Regions from separate parts of the Sus scrofa genome. Here region 2 is linked to region 1. Evidence: chromatin contacts called from public HiChIP or PLAC-seq data. All regions are on one chromosome and are shown on one strand. Each heading gives the region's core, a stretch centred on a gene start, on an enhancer-like site or on the middle of the called end of the contact. The rest is flanking DNA. Distances are from core to core; before and after follow the strand shown.

Region 1 (4,400 bases), core at 1,492-3,991:
TCTGAAAAAGTCCTTGCAGTTGGATTCCCTACCAGAATGAGTTTATTATAACATCTGGTCATTCTTTAGGACCATCTATCTTCCCTGTGGATGTATGAATGGATAAAGAAAATGTGATATATGTCTAGATAGAAAGATATCTGTGTGTGTATGAATATATAAGTATATACAAAATACATAGGAATATATAATAACACAAATATAAAGGAATATTATTCAGTCTTAAAAAAGATATTCCTGACATTTGCCATATGGATGAAACTGGAGGACATTTTAAGTGAAACAAATCAGTCACAAGACAAATATTGCATGATGTCACTTATATGTGGAATTATTATTATTATTATTTGCTATGTCTATGGGATATGGAAATTCCAGGACCAGGGATCAAACCTGTGCCACAGCAGTGATGATGCTGGATCCTTTAAATGCTAGACCACCAGGGAACTCTGGAATTTTTTAAAAAGCTAAGCTCATAGTAACAGAGTAAAATAGTGGTTACCAGAGGCTGGGTATAGGGAAAAGACAGAGTTGGTTTTTTTTTTTTTTTTTTTTTTTTTAAGTAGAATGGTAGTTGCTAGGGGCTGGAGGGACAGGAGAATGGAGAGTTATTATCTAATGAGAACAGAGTTTCAGTTTTGCAAGAAGAAAAGAATTCTGGAGATGGGTGGTGGTGATTGTTGCACATCAGTATGAATGTACTTAATACCACTGAACTCTACACTTAGAGATGGTTAAGATAGTTAGTTTTATGTTACCCATATTTTACCACAATAAAAATAAATAACCGGGGAAAAAATACCATTTGTCTTCTATTCTGGTGAAGTTCCCATTGTGGCTCCGCGGTAATGAACCAAAATAGCATCCACAAGGATATAAGTTCATCCCTGACCTTACTCAGTAGGTTAAGAATCTGGTGTTGCCGTGAGTTGTGGCGTAGGTCACAAATGCAGCTCGGATCAGATCTGGCATTGCAGTGGCTGTCGTGTAGGCTGGGAAGCCTAGCCTGGGAATTTCCCCATGCCTCAGGTATGGCCCTAAAATGCAAAAATAAATAAATAAAAATTAAAAATAAAATAAAATAAAAATATCTTCTATTCTGGGCAACCTGAAGAGGTAATGTCGATATAGTGGGAATCACCTTGAATCTTTCAGTTCTCTGATGGTGGTGTTAATTGTGATAAGATGAAGTATTTTTTTCATTTCCTTTCTTGGTAGGGAGAGCTCCAGGGCCTTTTCCACTTATCCCTTGCTTCCTGGGTTGAGTCAACATCAGAACTCTGCCCTTGTTGATGGATGGACAGAAACTCTATATATAACCACCATATGGTTTCAGGGTACCACTGCCCCTGGCATGAGACAGACTGTCCTCAAAACTATTTTTAAAAATTTGTAATGCTGCAGGTGTGGCCATAAAAAAAAAAAATTTGTCCTATGTGCATGTCTTATATATTCAAAAAAGAAAGGGAGGGAAAATAACCCATTTTGACAACTAAATACATAATCATTTTATATATATATATATTTTTTTTTTTTCTGCTTTTTTCCATGGCATATAGAAAAGTTCCCAGGCTAGGGGTCCAATTAGAGCCACAGCTGCCGGCCTACACCACAGCCACAGCAATGTGAGATGGGAGCCGAGTCTGCGACCTATACCACAGCTCCAGGCAACGCTGGATTCTTTTTTTTTTTTTTTTTTTTTTTTTTTTTTTGGTCTTTTTGCCTTTTTCTAGGGCCGCTCCCTCGGCATGGAGATTCCCGGGCTAGGGGTCTAATCGGAGCCGTAGCCACTGGTCAGGGCCACAGCAACTCGGGATCTGAGCCGCGTCTGCGACCTACACCACAGCTCACGGCAACGCCAGATCCTTAATCCACTGAGCAAGGCCAGGGACCGAACCCTCAACCTCATGGTTCTTAGTCGGATTCGTTAACCACTGCGCCACGACGGCAACTCCAGGCAACGCTGGATTCTTAACCCACGGAGCAAGGCCAGGGATCAAAACTGCATCCTCATGGATCCTAGTCGGGTAAGTTAACCGCTGAGCTAGAAGAGAACTCCATAATCATTATATTTTTAAATGTTCCTTTGTGTACCACTCAAAATTCTTTTGCACACATACCATTTTCTTGGAAACACTGACCTAGTACGTACCCCAGTCATCTCATCTTTATCACACTTGTAATTGTGTATTTCCCCACTAGATTAAGGAAGAAGTCAGGTCTGTGTCTCGCTGTCGCAAGCACCAAATGCTAGACTCTGAGTGGACCATACACTGAAAATAAAGACCTAGACAATCCCTTCGTCCCTTTCAGCTCAGGCTATGAACGAACCCATGAGTTCTCGCTACGATGTTGAGCAACCATTTCACCATCTGTAGCCTAGGTTTTCTCTACTGCAAAATGGGAACTATCATACCTGTCACACCATGTGGGTGCGAGGAGTCAGGTCGAGGCCGTGAAAGTAGCGTAGCACTATAGAAATTATTAATTCACTCACCCACTTAACAGCAAGTTATTAAGCGCCCAGGGCTTGTAGCACTGCTACCACAGCGTACACCCTCTCTCATTCCTTGGATCCCAGGGTGGGCGTTTCCTGACCAGGTTCATTCTCCCACGAAACTCCGGGTGGTGACCTTATTCAAAATGGCGCAGGCAGCCTCGAGGGGCTAGTGCGGCGGCGCGGACTCCGCGTGCCCTTTGACCTGCTGGCAGCGGCGGAGGGGGAGTCGGGCGCCGCCATATTGGCTGTTGTCCTGTGAGGGGAGCGGCGGCGGCGGCGGCGGCGGTGGCGGCGCGAGTTGAGCGAGTGAGCGGAGCGAGGAGCAGCATGACTCGGAGGCGGAGCAGGCCGAGCGGCTGCGCGGGCCGGCGCGAGCGGGCGCGGGCCGCGGGGCCGCAGAAGCCCCAGGCGCCGGAGCCCCCGCCGCCGCCGTGCCTGGAAGCAGGAGCGGGTGCAGGATCCCCGGAGGCGTCGGCCGAGCCCGACCGCGACGGCCCTAGAGAGGACGACGAGCTCCAACTGGCGCCCGTCCCCCAGGTAGGAGCGAGAGAGGCGAGTCTGGCTGCTTGGGCACTTTCACACCCCGGAACGGAGCTGGGACGGGCTTGGGGGTGGATCATCCTTATCCGGCCGGAGTCAGAGCCTTACTCCTTAGGACCAGGGCTGAGGCTTTCTCCCCCAAGTTGGGAGTGGAGCCAGCACCCTTATGTCCAAAGCTGAGGCACGGCCCGACCTGTCCTGAGGCCAGGCTGCCTACCCTCTCCCACCGCCTCCGGGAAACGTTCTGGTCGCACACCCACTGGGACTGCGCTTGGATCCTGGGGCCACAGCTCAGCCCTGTGCCCTTCATCTCCTCTGGGCCCACATGCTCCCCCACTCATAGGCTACCTCGGGGCGCTGGGACCTGGAAGGCTGCAGCCTCTTCCCTCTCCCCCTGGGAGCGGCTCCACCCCTTCCCCTCGCTGCCCCCTCGGCAGCTGTGCTCCCAGCATATGTCTCCCGAGGCCTCCCTCCTCTCCTTGCCCAGCAGAGCAGTTGCAGCCGACAGCCAGGCTGCCTAGGAGACTGTTTGGTGGGCCTCCTGCACTGAGGTGGCAACCCTCAGTGAGAGCAAAGCTGCTCTCTCCCCCTATACCCGCTCTCCCGCCCCGCCTCGACCCCCAAGGCGGTCCACCCAGACCCTTGGATCCCTGGGTTTGGCGAATCCTGCTAAGAGTGAGCAGGAGGAGGATTCTCCAAGGCTTCCAGCTTGCCACCTGGAAGAAGGTCACTTTCTTTTGAGCAAAGGAAATAATAGGAGGTACCCTGCCAGTGTTCACTGCGAAGCTGGGGCGGCATGAGCCACAGTTGCTCTGGGAGGGTTATGGCACCTGGGGCTGGGTGGCTCGCCCTAAGCTTGCTCTGACAAAAGAGTTTTGAGTTGGTTTTTTGGCTGAGCCTGCCAAGAAAGGCAGGCTCCTGCAGGAGTCTTGGAGGGTCGGATGCAGCGCCGGATGAGGATGAGGCGTGGCGGAAGATGCGTTTGGCTCTGCAGACACTGCATCGGGCAGCAGGGGACTCTGGGAGGCTGGTGCAGCCAGAAGGCATGGCTCTTGACAGCCTTCTAGTAGAATCCCTGGAATTGTGCATGTGAGTGGGGATGCTGTTTGGGGTACCATTCCCAGAAAGCCTTCCCTGACCTCCCCAGTTGGGTGAGGTGCTCCCTCTGTGCCCACAGCCCCCTGTGCTCCCCTCTGGTAGCACTCCCTATTCTACAATGAGACATTCTGTTGATGTGTCTGTTCCCGGCACTGAACTGTGAACTCCACAGGAGCACAGATCATGTCATATATCTCTGGTCTTCCACCCCTAGCCCTGGGCCTTGCTGACACGGAGTAGGAATAACTAGGTGAATGAGAGA
Region 2 (3,875 bases), core at 971-3,470, 130 kb after region 1:
AGAGCCTGGGAAAGGAAGGGGGACCCCCAGTGCCACCCCACTTCATCCTCACAGCAACTCCGCCAGACCCGGCCCAATCTTATGAGAAAACAGGCCCTCAAATGAATCGATTTGTCCAAAGTCCCAAAGCCTGGAGGAGTCCAATCCAGCTCACTGGGACCACAACCAAAGCTCCTCTCCCACCACAAATGTGCAAGGCATCTCTCAGGTGTTCTCTGAATACATACAATCCCAAAACACTCGGAGCCTCAGATCACTTAGGAAGCTGGCAAAAGCCCGGCCCAAGCTGTTACCCAACTCACGAAGGGGTTCTGATGCACCTGGTCTATGGACCAGGATTCAGGACTCAGTGACAAGCGGGGCTTCCTTTAGTTTTCAGTTCCCATTCCCAACTCTTTCACAAAAAGAGTTACTGAAGTTCAGAGAGAAGAGACTTGTTTACAGCTACCCAGGTGGGAGGGGCAGAGCCAGTTCAGATATTCCAGCCAAGACACGGGTCCCAGTCTGGCCATAACCCACTGTGCATCACCCATGGCCTGTCAGAAAGTGCCCACACTCTCTGGCCAGGCAAAGCACTGCTCTCAGTAGGACTGAACTGACTACAGCCCTGGGGAGGGAGGTCTGGCCAGGCTTTCCCCACCCCTCCTCCCTGGCTGGCTGGATGACGAGGCAGAACAGAATCGGCAGATGCCCCCAGAGGCTGGGAGGAAGGCCTAGCCCCAGGACTCGATAAAGGACAGGAGATAAGGAAGGCTCTGGGCACTGAGGACCCAGCCTGCTGTGCCCATTTCCAGGCAGCACCTCCCCAGGGTCAACCTGCAATGGGCAGGCAGGGGGCACCAGATGCTGTGCCAGTTGGGGGTTCCTCTGGTTTTCCTACAGACTGTGCTGGGGACATCCTATGTCGTAGGCCTGGGTCAACCCGTCTCATTGCATCCTGGGGGCTAGTCCCTGAGCCGAGCCTGGGTTTCCCACTTGTAAAATAGATCAGAAAGGTGAAGCAGATGGCTCTTTCAGCCTGGAAGCCCATCAAAGAGTAGAAAAACTGCCCTGACCTCCCTGCCCTAGAGTTCCGAAAAGAAGTGTCTTCTCTGCTGGTCCCCAGCACCCTGGATAGGACAGGACATAGAGTAGGTGTTCAGTGATTACATTACTGAGGTGGTCAATGGCAGGTGAGGAGCAGACTGACCACAAGGCAATGGGGGCCAGTCTGGTCCTTCTGTGTCCCCAGGATCCTCATAGAGCAGGTGCCTGGTAACATCTGAAAAGCTCAGCAACACTAGGTTCACCCCGCCAGCTCCCTGTGCCAGGCCTTGCACTCAGTCCCACCAGCCCAGCATGCTCCCTTCCTTCAGAGCTCAGCTTCCAGTTATTTCTGTGCCCCTCTGCCCCACTAGTCTGGGCTTCCTGAAGGCAAAAACAGTGACCCATTCCCCTCTGTCCCCAGTGTCCTGAGGCACTGAGCAAGAGGACGTCTTGCTGGTAGTCTATGTGACCAGCTTTCCCCGCCTCGGGTGGGCTATGCTACTGCAGAGTCTTAGTTAATTCATTCTCCAAACCTTTTACCCGTGCACTAACTTTGTGCCGATCCAGGCTGGGCGCCGGAGTTTGGGCCCGGGGCACGTGGGGAAGGCTGCCCCTTCCTGGGGCATCTTCTTACCTCTCTCACCTGGGAGAGGCTTCCAGGACTGAGGTCCCACCCTTCCCTCTTCCTTCCTCTCTCCTTCCCTCACCCCCTCATACACACACGCACGCACACACACACACACACACACACACACACAAACGCGCGCACGCGCGCGCGCCGTGAGGGCGGCGGCCTGACCCCCGCCCTTTCCTGGGCTCCGGCTCCCTGGGGGCAGGTGCGGAGAAGGACCATGGGCCGGAAGGGCCCCTGTCTGAGCGAAATGCTGGGCGCGGAGAGAGCTGCCCTAGGGGATCGGGCGACTAGGGCGCCCAGCGGAACTCGGAGGCCGCGCGACCGCGTTCTCCGCACCCGATCGCCTCACCTTCCCGGGCCTTGAGTAGCACCGTGTTCGCTACAATGTTCTCGAGCTCCATGGGCTGCGGCGCCGCCGGGCCCGCCGGGCCGCGCCGCCGGCCGGGATCGCGCGAGGGAGCCGGGGCCGGATGACGATCGGCGCGGCGCGGCTCGGCTCGGCTCGCAGTGACCGCGCCGCGGCCTCCCGGGCCTCCCCGGCCGCCGCCGCCCGCCGCTCACTCTCCGCCCCCTCCCGGGGGCCACCCCGGCGCCGGCCAGGCCCGCCCCGGCCCGCCCACTGTTTACTTTACTTGGCCAATAACCGGGCGGGTGCTCCCCGCGCCGTCTTCCCATTAGACAACTTCTTCATCATCCCCCGCCCCCAGAGACAGGGATTCGTTCAAAGGAACAGGGGGGCGGGACTTAATACGTCACATCTTCCTAGTTGGTCTACGATGGGGTTCAGCCTCTATGTTCGAATTTCTGGGCCTTCGTAGGATACCGAACTGCCAATTAGGGACGAGCCCTCTGCTGGGACAACGGAGGTGGGTCCTCTGGGTCACGCCCTGGAATTCTTGTACTTGATTGGATGAAGGAAGCGTCGGTCAGCCTTAGCACTGCACTCTGATTGGGCTATTAGCTGTGGGTGTGGCCCGGGTCCCTTTGACTCGCCTTGGCTTTTCCAGGGTTTTTAGGGGATGCATTTAGTGTTCTGGGCCTCCTCCCGGCCGGCCTCCTGCAGGTTCGGGCCGTGTATCCGGCCGTATACTTTTGGGTCGGCCCATCTTGAAGGGCGCACATCGGAAGCGGGGAGAGGCCCAGAGAAGGCTGGGGGCCTCCCTAGCTGCTCCTCGGCCTCCGTCCGGGCCACCGCGGGCGCCCCCGCCCTACCCCCACAGCCGGATGTTGTGATTTCTCTCCACCCACAGGGCCTCGCCCTCCCTCGGCCTCTGCTGCCTTATAAGGCAGCTCTACCACCCCAAGACGTAGGGACGAGCTCACACCCATTGTACAGGTGGGGAGCTGAGGTCTAGTGGCTGGCTCTAGGCAGAAAAGTTGGGAGAAAATAAGGCCGAAATTTTACAGCTGATCAACACCTTCTAACTCAACATCCTACTCCCTCCACCCTCACTTCACACACCAGGAAATGGAGGCTTGCCCAAACTTGCTAGTAAGGCAGAGCCAGCTTCAACTAGGCTTCTCAGATCCCTATCCATTCATCATCCAAAAATACAGAGAACAGCACCTTGTGCCAGGCCCTGAGCCAGGTGCTGGGGAATACAGTAGTGCCAGTAAGATAGCCAGTCTCTCTGCCTACCTTCTAGGAGAGGGATAAAGATGATAATCCTATAAATAAACAAATAAGTGGGATGGTCTGAGGGAGTGGTAAGTGCTAATAAGACATCAAGACAAAATAGTGAGGAGAAATGATCTCAGGTTGACATTTGAATTGATTCAACCACGCAAAAATCTAGGGGAACAGTTTTAAGCACAGGCAACAGCAAGTGCAAAACCCTGAGCCTAGAGTAAGTTTGGTATGTTCAAGGAACAGGAAGAAGGCCTGTATAGTTTCAAGGCCCAATAGTCTGAGATGAGATGAAGGAGCAAGGATTCTAGGTAGATCCTGGAAGGCTTTGTAGATCAATGATGAGGAGTTTGTTGTTTTCCCTAAATAAAATGGGGAGCCTTAGGATGATTTATACTTTAAAAAGATCACTCTAGCTAATGGACTTTTAGAGGGGCCAGGAGTGGAAGCACAGGGAGCAGTTGGGAGAAGACAGAGTGCGGCGGCTTGGAAGAAGGTGGCAGTGGAGATGGAGAAAGTGCATGGATTTAGGATACTTTGGGAAATAAAGATAAGTACCTTGAAAAAGGGAAATCCAGTGGCCAGCAG

What was found. HiChIP or PLAC-seq counts read pairs in DNA pulled down with a chosen protein or histone mark.
Region 2: an H3K27ac HiChIP or PLAC-seq map of alveolar macrophages shows a contact between it and region 1. The contact joins the promoter of GRK6 here to the promoter of FAM193B in region 1. A contact is called at or near these places in 1 of 47 Hi-C or Micro-C datasets (liver) and 1 of 2 datasets of contacts at active chromatin or transcription factors (alveolar macrophages).

Annotation. Positions count from the first base shown.
Region 1 is chr2:80,393,630-80,398,029 of Sscrofa11.1, forward strand. FAM193B (family with sequence similarity 193 member B) reads left to right here and starts at 2,742. Exons shown (of 11, transcript NM_001243850.1): 1 at 2,742-3,037. The coding sequence starts at 2,828.
Region 2 is chr2:80,524,988-80,528,862 of Sscrofa11.1, forward strand. It overlaps GRK6 (G protein-coupled receptor kinase 6), which reads right to left and starts at 2,221. Exons shown (of 17, transcript XR_002341730.1): 1 at 2,010-2,221. It also overlaps a transcript of F12 not described here.